2 separate regions of the Gossypium hirsutum genome follow, and region 2 is linked to region 1. The links are chromatin contacts, called in public Hi-C maps. All regions are on one chromosome and are shown on one strand. The core of a region is the stretch at or near the end of the contact, and the rest is flanking DNA. Distances in the headings are between cores, read along the strand shown. Region 1 holds the start of LOC107896645 (AAA-ATPase At1g43910). Region 2 has its middle 5.2 kb from the start of LOC107896637.

What was found. A called contact is a pair of places that touch in the nucleus more often than the background predicts.
Region 2: a contact with region 1 is called in a Hi-C map of leaf, with 1.6 times the contacts expected there. The contact joins the enhancer-like site here to the promoter of LOC107896645 in region 1. A contact is called at or near these places in 5 of 34 Hi-C or Micro-C datasets (all in leaf).

Annotation. Positions count from the first base shown.
Region 1 is chrA11:26,274,351-26,279,372 of Gossypium_hirsutum_v2.1, reverse strand. LOC107896645 (AAA-ATPase At1g43910) reads right to left here and starts at 2,295. Exons shown (of 4, transcript XM_041081490.1): 1 at 2,074-2,295.
Region 2 is chrA11:26,329,807-26,334,828 of Gossypium_hirsutum_v2.1, reverse strand. No RefSeq gene overlaps it. Among protein-coding and RNA genes, the nearest start is that of LOC107896637, 5.2 kb to the left of the region's middle. Within about 2 kb of position 2,763, at least 7 of the 9 cell types and tissues checked have an H3K27ac peak or open chromatin away from gene starts, as enhancers often do. A contact at or near this core is called in leaf, where this site is marked.

The sequences.
Region 1 (5,022 bases), core at 1,046-3,545:
TGTCCCCTGTATACTTAAATATAGAAACAAAATACTCAAGTAATTTCACACGGGTAGTGACACGGGCATGTGTCTCAGCCGTGTGTCACACACAGCCTAGCACACGGGCGTGTGACTTGGCCGTGTAACCTCTGCACCTAAATTGTGAATTTTACATTTTCACACGGCCTAGCACACGAGCGTGTAGTTGGCCGTGTGACCCAAGTCAGAGAGTTACACAGGTATGGACAGGGGCTGGGACACGGTCGTGTGCCTCACATTGAATATCCATACGGCCTAAGATACGGGCATGTCGCTCACACGGCCTTGCCACACGGGCGGGTATCCCTTGCATCTTTGAAAAATTTCTATGTTTTTTAAAAAATTTCTTGAGTATCCGGTTTAGCCTCGAACTAATTTTAATGATTATTTTGGACCTTCAAGGGCTTATAATAAGGACCATATAAATGTTTATGAATAATTTGTGAATTGAATGAAATATATGCATGAGATGTTTGATTGATTAAGTTATAAGTCTGATAATACTCCGTAACCCTGTTCTGGCGATGGATACGGGTTCAGGGTATTACAAGAAATTAAAGCTTCAAAAAAGAGTTGATGTGGAGGACTTTGGCCCATGGATGTTGGTAGAGCATCGACAAAGGAAGAGGCCGAAGTAGGGGGAGACAAGGAGCATAGGTCAAAGAGTGATTCTAGATCAATCACGCTTTGTTGTTTTGGAGAAAAATATGGTGATTGATGATGAATCTTTGAATATTGTTGAAAAACCGACAGAGGAACTAAATGGCCATGAGAGTGGAAATATGGTGTATTCCACAAAACGAATTGCTGGCCTAAGGAAGAATAAACCGAATGCTAAAGGTAAGTAGAGGTGTGCATAGGCCGGGCCGGGCTCACAAAAAATTTTAGGCCCGTTTTCTAGGCCCAGCCCGAAATATGGGCTTAAAATTTTGTCCAAGCCCGGCCCGGGGAAAAAATGGTAGGCCCGAGCTCGGCCCGGTCATTTTTTTGACTTTTTTATTAAATAAAATTTTTTAAAATTTTGCATAAATTTGATAAGTTTGAAGCATTTTGGAGTGAAAAAAGTTCCATTGAGGTGTTCAATTATTTCCTGTAACCTTTAGTTATGATATGAATTTTAAGGATCATGAAAACCATAAGAACGTTCTATGGTGTTTTTATCATAGGCATTTGGTTTAGCCTATATGTTCTTTGGTATTTATGTTAGTATGGGTTTTAGGCCTTTCAATGAAGGTTTTATTGAGCATATGGTCTTCGTACTGATTTTAATTATAGTAACAAAGCTGTGTATCTGTTTGATTTGTGTCTAATTTTTGTAGATGGATTAGAATTGGAGACTTCTAATATTGAATATGAGCCTATGGTCTGGACCCAGTGCAATAGTTGTCTTCGAATTAGACTTTGAATTATATTAATTTTTATTTATTCACTTTGTTATTAATTTATAGAAAAGATCAGATTATTTTTGAATTAAAAAGCTACCATTTAAGTTTAAGAATAATTTTTTAAATAAAATAAAATGAAAATGATAAATTAAGAAATAAGTATAAGATTAAAATGTGAGAAATGAAAGAAGTGGAGAATGTGCTAAAGCTACAGAGATATAGTTTTTCTTGCTTTGAACGTAATATTACTTAATGGTCTCTTGGGGTACAAAATATTGTAGAAATATCAAGGGCACCAAGGCGCACTTTATGTGCTAAAAGTAGATTAGTCTGCTTAAGGAACAAATGCAATATCAAGCAAAGCAATAGATTAATAAGTTAATAAGTAGATTAGTCTGCTTAAGGAACTAAATCCCATGTTTGCCTACCCTTGTGTGTGTCCAGTGACTTGAATTGCATGTGTTTATATATTTTTGCTTTTAGTTACAATTATTCCGTTCTTACTTTACTGCAACATTTTGTAGTGGAAATCAACTTTTCCAGATTAGATAAATCCCATTTTGTGTTCATTATTTATTTCATTTTATCTATTTTCCTTCAGTATTTTCATCAAGAAAATTACAATAAGAAACACGGCAGCAGTGAAGGAGAAGAAAATGAAGCTTACCTTGAAGAAGACAGCAAATGAAGAAGCTGAAAGACAACTGGATCGGCTACCGAGACTGCAAATGAAGAAGCAAAAATGAAGAAGCTGCTGAGCTGAGCTTGAGGCTAAGAGGTGGATCGGCCGACGGACAACTGGACGGTGGAGGTGGTGGTGAGCTAGGGATTTGAGTTTTGGAAATGGAAATGGAAATAAGAGAAGGAAGGCAGCAGCAGCAACTAAACAAAAATATCAAAGAGTGAAGTTACTTAAAAAATTAAAAATAAAAAAATAAAAAATAATTTAATATTAAAATCGGGCCGGGCTCGGGTCAAAAAAATTATACCCGAGGCTCGGCCCGTTTTTAAACGGGCCTCATTTTTTGTCTAAGCTCATTTTTCAGACCTATATTTTTACTCGAACCCTCCTATTTTTAGGGCGGGCCTTCGGGCCGGGTCAGGCCGGGCGGTCCGGCCCATGCACACCTCTAAAGGTAAGGGTGTTATTCATGGAAATGGTTCCAAAGTGGGCCTGAAAGTTTTTAGACCCATTAGTGATAATGTGGGGGCTTCAAATAGAATGGATTTGCGACCCACGGAGGTTATTGGAACGGTTAACACCAAATCTACTGGGGGAGACCATATTGTGGGATTTCACCCAGTATCCTTAATAGCCAAGCTTGATAAATCGAGGCATCAAACGTTTTGGGCAGTACGCAGTGAAAAAAAAAAGGGGTTTGTGCAGGGAAAGTTTGGGCATGGATTTGGGTATTGAAAATGGGGTCTTTCGGTTTGGAGTAGCTTCTAACGGTTAGGTCGAAGGACTGTCAGTTTTATTACTAGCCGAAGGGGATTCACAACGTCGCAAACCACCTGATGAGTTAAGTAAATCGCCAGCAGATACTGTGGATTTAGTGGCAGCTATGGAGGGTATAATTTATGGGCTGGAGTAGGGTCATGTAACCATGGAGATTTTAGCTGAAAACCCAGAAGATGATGAACCGATGGGTCAATTGGATTCGACTAACGCCAAAGTTAGCTGCTAACATTTTTGTTGCTATTGGGTTTCTCTTTTGTTATTTTATACATGGATACAAAAATCATTTTTTTGAATTTTTAAGGTGAGGGTCATCGAAGTTTCTATAACTTTGTTTTTGAGTATCGAAGGGAGTTTTAACCAGAGATTATTTGTCTTTTTGAAACCTGAACGAGTGGTGCACGTGCTGACAGAATTATTTCTCAAATCGGAATGGCCCGATCATGTAGGATTGAAGCTAATGGTTTTAACGGTTGTATTTGGATCCTTTGAAGTGAGATGGTTTCAATTGATATTCTAGCTGTTCACCCTCAAATGGTTCATATAAAGGTTTGTAGCGAGAATGACTCTTAATAGTTTCCTTTGCACTACGGTTTATGCTAGTCCACAGTAAAGGCGAAAGAAAGATTTCTGGTATATTTTAGGTGTTAAGGCGAACTCAATTTCTGAACCATGGCTAATTGCTGGTGATTTTAACTTGGTGTTAAATGGGTCGAAAAGGGTTGGAAGTGCTTCTTAGACACGACTTGGTTGCAAGTGGGTTCAGTCATTCTTGGTTCACTATAAGATTCGGGATTTGGGTTATAGTGGTCCGCAATTCACTTGGAGTAGAAGGAATCTATCTCAGCGTCTTGATCGGGAAATTTGTAACTCTGAATGGGACTTCTTTGTGCCCAATTGTGCTGTCCGTAATCTTCATAGACTAAAATCAGATTATCATCCTATTTTGGTCTCTCTAAGGCCGAATGTTTAACAGGACTGTCGTCTATTTCGGTGTCTAGCTAGCTGGATGCTTCATGCCGAGTTGAACGACCTTGTGAGAAAAACTTGGAGATCTGATGATGTTATTGTGAGGAATTTAGAATGTTTTTAGAATGTGGTGTAAGATTGGAACAAACAGTTTTATGGAAATATCTTTATTTGCAAGAGGAACCTTATCTCGGAACTGAACAGGGTGTAAAAAATTCTTAATTTATGGTCATCGGCGCACCTCCGAGAACTTGAATTACAATTAAGACTTGAGGTTGAAGAAATTTTGTACCTTGAGGAATTACTATGGTTCCAAAAATCTAGATCGAATTGGCTTTCACATGGCGACAAAAATACAAGCTATTTCCATGGCCGTACTCTAGCAAGACAGAGGAGAAATAAGATTAAAGAATTGAAGGTTGAAAATGATGAATGGTGTCTTGATGATATTGCCTTGAAACATCATGTTGTACACTCCTTCAAAGACAAGTTCCCATCGATACCTATGGCTGATATGGAATGTTTAAAGCTTACTATAAATGATGGTGAAATTCGCAAAGTTGTTTTTAGCATGGCACCCTTGAAGGCTCTAGGAATTGACGGTTTCTATGTTAAATTCTAATAGGCAAACTGGGACATTGTTGGTGCCTCAGTTTGTTATATGGTTAGGCACGTCATGGGAGGTGAGCTTGTTGATCCTACGATTAATAAAACTTGATTATTTTATTGCCAAAATTTCAAGGGCTGAAGAGGATTTCTCAGTTTACGCTGATTAGCCTATGTACGGTGGTTTATAAGATTTTAACGAAATTGATAGTTAATAGACTGAGGCCTTTGATGATGAAGCTCACTGATCAGAACCAAGCTAGCTTTGTTATAGGAAGGCATATTACTATAATATTGTGGTTGCTTAGGACGCCGTTCACTCTATAATGTGTTTCAAAGGTCAGAAATATGGGATGGCTTTGAAGATCGATTTAGAGAAGGCTTATGACAGGATCATGTGGGATTTTTTGGAAGACACACTTTTGGAGGTGGGCCTACCTAGATTTTTGGTATATGTGATTATGAACTATGTTTCGTCTGCATCTTTCCAGATTCTATGGAATTGTAGTATCACGGAAAGTTTTTGCCCGATGTGCGGTTTGAGACAAGGTGACCCACTATCTCCGTACTTGTTTGTTCTTT
Region 2 (5,022 bases), core at 1,514-4,013, 55 kb before region 1:
TGTCAATTACTTTTTCATTTTTCAAAAAGTGCTTTATTATTATTATTATTATTATTATTATTATTTGTGATTTAGGAATCTTTTTATCATTGTATGAAAGTGAAGATTTTTCTTTGTCTTTTCTTTTTTTTTTATTCATTCTCTTTAATTAAAGATCTTTTTGAGTTTTCCACATCATTGTACAAGGAAAGAATCGGGTGAAGAAAGAAGAAGACTGAAAGCTTGAAGATGATAAAATGGTAGAAACTTTGTACAAGGAAGCAATCGATATATATATATATGTTTTTGGTGTTTGGTTGATTAGAAAATGTAAGAAAATTTGGTAAAAATTATGTGATGAGAAAAAAATATAAGAAAACCTGATACACTATTAAATTGACAATTGAGGTAAAATAAATAGAGATATGGGTGGAAGGCAATGGTGTGTGGATGATGTTTGAGGCTATGCTACTACATGGATTTATTTGGTTGATTATTATATGAACTTTAATTGTATATTGTTTACATTGTTTGAGCTAAACTAGGTGTATTGTAAATTTACAGTGTTTCTTCTTTCTTATGAAATAATATTAACTTTTTCTAGGCAAAAAAGAGAAACAATACAAAAGGTATGGCAATAAACACAGTGCTCTTTAGTCATTGTAATTAATAAGATATTGTTGTTGTCAAAATCATCATTTACTTTATTCTTTTTAATGTAATTTTTAAATTAATATCTCTTCTTTCTTTTGCTTAGAATAAAAATTACAAAATGTCAACTTTCATTTTTATTAATTGTTTTCTTTAAGCTTTTTCTAGTACATTTAAAATGTTAATTTACCAACAAATATTTAGAAGAATTAAGTAGTGAAAGTATTTGGATCAAGTGCAAATCTTTGAGTCAACATTGTTGAAAAAACTCTAACTAAATATCACCCTTAACCAAATACGATCATACTCAAACCATAAAACAGACAAGGACACTTGTAATTATACAAAAGAAATATTATTTTTAATTTATAAAGTTAATTTTTATTTTATACTTTAAATTTTTTTATAAATTAATATTTACAATTAAAAATATTTGATTCAATTATTTACATTATTTTATAATATAACATGTACAAGTGTAATTATAAATATCCAATTCTTTTACATTATATTACCATTTAAGATTTTTCAAGCTATATTAAAAAATTAATTTTTTTATTGTTCTTAATTTAACAAATTATTAAGATTTTTTTATGAGTGAAATCAGTTGATAATATAATGCTTATTCTAGCAAAAGACCAATTTTCACTTATTATGGCTTTTATATTTATTTAAACAAGTTTGGATCATTGTTTTGATTCAATTACATATTTAATTTTTTATTAAATTAATTAAATTTGTACATATTATATTATAAATGTATTTTTTTTATTGTGAACCTTAATTCTCTTTATATGCAATACTGATTTATATTCCAACTATCATATATAGAGTAGTACTCTATGTTATTTAGAACACATAAATCAATAGAATAAAAATGATTTCATCCCAGGGATGATCAGATGGATTTTTGGGATTGGAAGAAATATTGGCAGATATAGTGTTGAATAAGTTGAGTTACGAGTGATTTATGATGGTCTCCAATTGGCTTGATTTGTTAAATGGAATAATATAATTGTTAAATCAGATTATACTTTAGCTGTTGAAGCCTTTAATGGTAGGTTCCAAGAACAAATAAATAGGGGATTGATTCTGAGAATTCAAGAATTTTGTAAAATTCAACAGGTTTCGAGAGAGGTAAATACTGCTACTCATACTCTAGCTAGGTTGAAGGAATTACCTTCAGAAATTGCTCATCAAATTAGAAATTATGGTCAAAATTTGGCTTTATGACTTTACTGCTCCTTTGTAATTGATCTATAATTTTTTTCTTTTACCAAAAAAATAAAATAAATGACCCATCCATAATTATTGAGCTTTTTAGATTTTAAAAGTAAAATTAATAGAAAATACATACACTAAAAATATATTTGAACAAATAAGAAAGCATACAGTGCCATTTTGAAAATAAAATTATTGGAGTGCAAATTTGACTCATCTTTTTAATTCAAAATTCTAAGTAATTTTATTTTGTTTTTATTTCATTCAAAGAAAATGAAAATACAATATTTATTTTATGAAATGTTAAATACTAAATATTTAAAAATCAAATAAATCATTTGTAAGTGCCTGAGTTATAAATCTAATAAATTGAAAATATCTAGGATGATAGAAGGATTATTAAAAATTTACATAAATAAATAAATTAAAAAATATATAAACATTTTAAATAATAAAATGTCGAACCATGGTCATATTCCTCATTATGGATAAAGGATAGATGTTACTACATTAAAGTGATTGCCGTGAAAATTGTGATGTATGTTATTTTTCTAGTAATGGGTTTGCTATGAGTTAAAAATACGTGTTGTTGATTGAATTTTAGCTCATTTGACATTGATATTGTTGTCATTGCAAGTAGGGGTGAGCAAAATTTAATTTGCCTTCAATTCTTTTTCAAATTTTGAGTTAGATTTGAGTTGAATTTTTGAATTTAAATAACTCAAATAATTCGAATAAACCTAATATCAAACTATACAATTTTAAATTTTAAATTTATATTATGTAGTCTAATTAATAATTATTTTATACTCCCCCTCCAAGCCTTTTGACTTTCCCCCACCTGCCCCACCATTTTCCCCCAAATCAAAATCTCATTCCTATTTCCTATCCCTGAGTCAAAATCCCTAAATCAAACCCTCCATCCTTCAATTCTTCTTCATCAGTTTCTAAGGTTAGGCAAATCCCTCACCCGTCTCCGGTCTCCCTGTCCATCACTTTAGCTGTGGGTACTAGGTGTTGTTTATACTGTTGCTGTAAAAGTTGTTGCTGTAACAAAGGTTGTTGATGTTGCTGCTGCTACAAAACAAATTGCCCTAGGATCTTCGAAACTGGTGTTCCTTTTGGCTGCTCTGTTCTCTTCAGTCTCCACTCTTCACCTCGACCTTTTTGCATCTCTCCTCGACCCCAAACCCAACAATCTAGATTTGGCTATGAAACACTTTCGCTTTTATTTTAGATTTGTGGGATTGCTACATGTTCGGTTTATTACCTTTTTCACTCACGAACTAACAAATCGCAAATTTGCTCAGTAGAAAAAGAGCAGTAATTGACTTCTTTGGTCATTGCATTAATTTCTTTTTGTGTTTTTTTTTCGTTTTTATTATATTTTATTATGAGAATCAAGACTTGAAGTTTAATAATTTTTTAATTTACTAGTTCGATCAATTATTTTTGCCAGTCAATTTATGTAAATTCGAGGATTGCCGTTGAATCGAGAAAATCTCGATCTTGTGGATATTTTCTTCAAATTTTAGAATGAAAGGTAACCCCATAATTTTTTTGCTATTGCAGTTCGCTGATAAGCATCAATGTCCCTACTTTTTGCTTATTATTTAAGTTGGAATAACAACTTTTTATTTGTATCCTGCTTTTAATAAATTTTGAAATTGTGCTTAAAATAATTAATTGAAGACTTTAAGACGTTTCATCCCTAATTGATTTCGAAACAAACTAAAGTTATTTTTTAAATTTGACTCAAGCAAATATATTTGATTTGAATTTTATCTCACTTGATTCGATTTGAGAAAATTTCAAATAGAGTTGGGATGATAAAATAGAATTCATTAACTTGATTAACTCGAATTTTTTTTTCATTCGTTTTGATTCGATCGAACGCTCATCCTTAAGTATAGGAGGACATGAACTTGAATGCGCTAAAGCACATTATCCTCAAGAGTTGAGAAGGGGTTATGAGTAATCCTTGATATTGTATCAAAAAGATTAAAAAAATATATATATGATAAACAACCTATAATGAGATTAATGTTAAAAAAGAAGAAAATAAGTTTAATTTGTTAATGTACCATCTTACCCTTAACATCTTTATTTTTTTATAATTTTAAAAATATTAAAATATAACAAAATATTATAATATTTAAATTTATATAAATTAAAATAATAAAATAAAAATATTACTGTACAACCTAAATTATGCCCAGGCCCATAAAATATAAAAACCAAAAGCTCAAATATCAAATAAAAGTAGTAACCCAATTACCAAACAAAAAGACCCAAATCAAGAAAACCCTAGCCCAAAATACAAAGCCCAAAACCTAAACTTTTTCAGAAAAAACAAAAAAACCCTAGCTTCTGACAACCACTTGCCACTGCTACCGCCCTAATCCCTGCCACCGCCTTTGCTCCACCGCTCAACCACCACCTGCAGCAGAAAAGATGTTAGACAGTAGCAAAATATAACATTGTATTAAATTGGTTATAAAGCCATAGGACTTAATGTAAATTTTTTTTATGGATTTTGAATACAAAAAAACACAAGATTGAATCCAAAAAAAGAAAAAAAGAAAATCGAATCCAAACAAAAAAAAATAGAGAAAGCAAGTGCCAAAAATACAAAGCAAAATCGAATCGATTACTAAGGTGTTTTTTTTGTTCTTTCGTTTCTTTTTATTTTATTTTTTGTCGAATCCTTCTTTTCCTTCATACATATATATATACAAAATATAATGATACAAAGGGAAGGAGAAAATTTTACTTTTTTAAATCGTCGAAAAAAAACTTTTGGCCTTTCGACCGCTATACACGACGGCGCCGTCGTCGGCGACCGGCACGACGGTCGATGGCTGGACCCCTGGCCAACCAAGAAGCTAAAAGAGAGGGGAGGAGAGAGCATTTTTCAATTTTTTTTTTGGAAGAAGGTAAAAAATGAAAGTTTTTTTGTTAAAAAAATTGACTTTTGTAAGCCTCCAAAACGACATCGTTTTAGGACTGGCCTTAAACGCCTAAAACGACGTCGTTTTGCCCTTAAGATCCGTGTGTTGACCCGACCCGCCAGGGAGGATCCGCATGTTTTTTTGGGCTAATTACACTTTTAGCCCTTTAGCTTTTTAATGTTTTTGCAATTAAGTTCTTTTTATTTTTAATTTTTGCCCT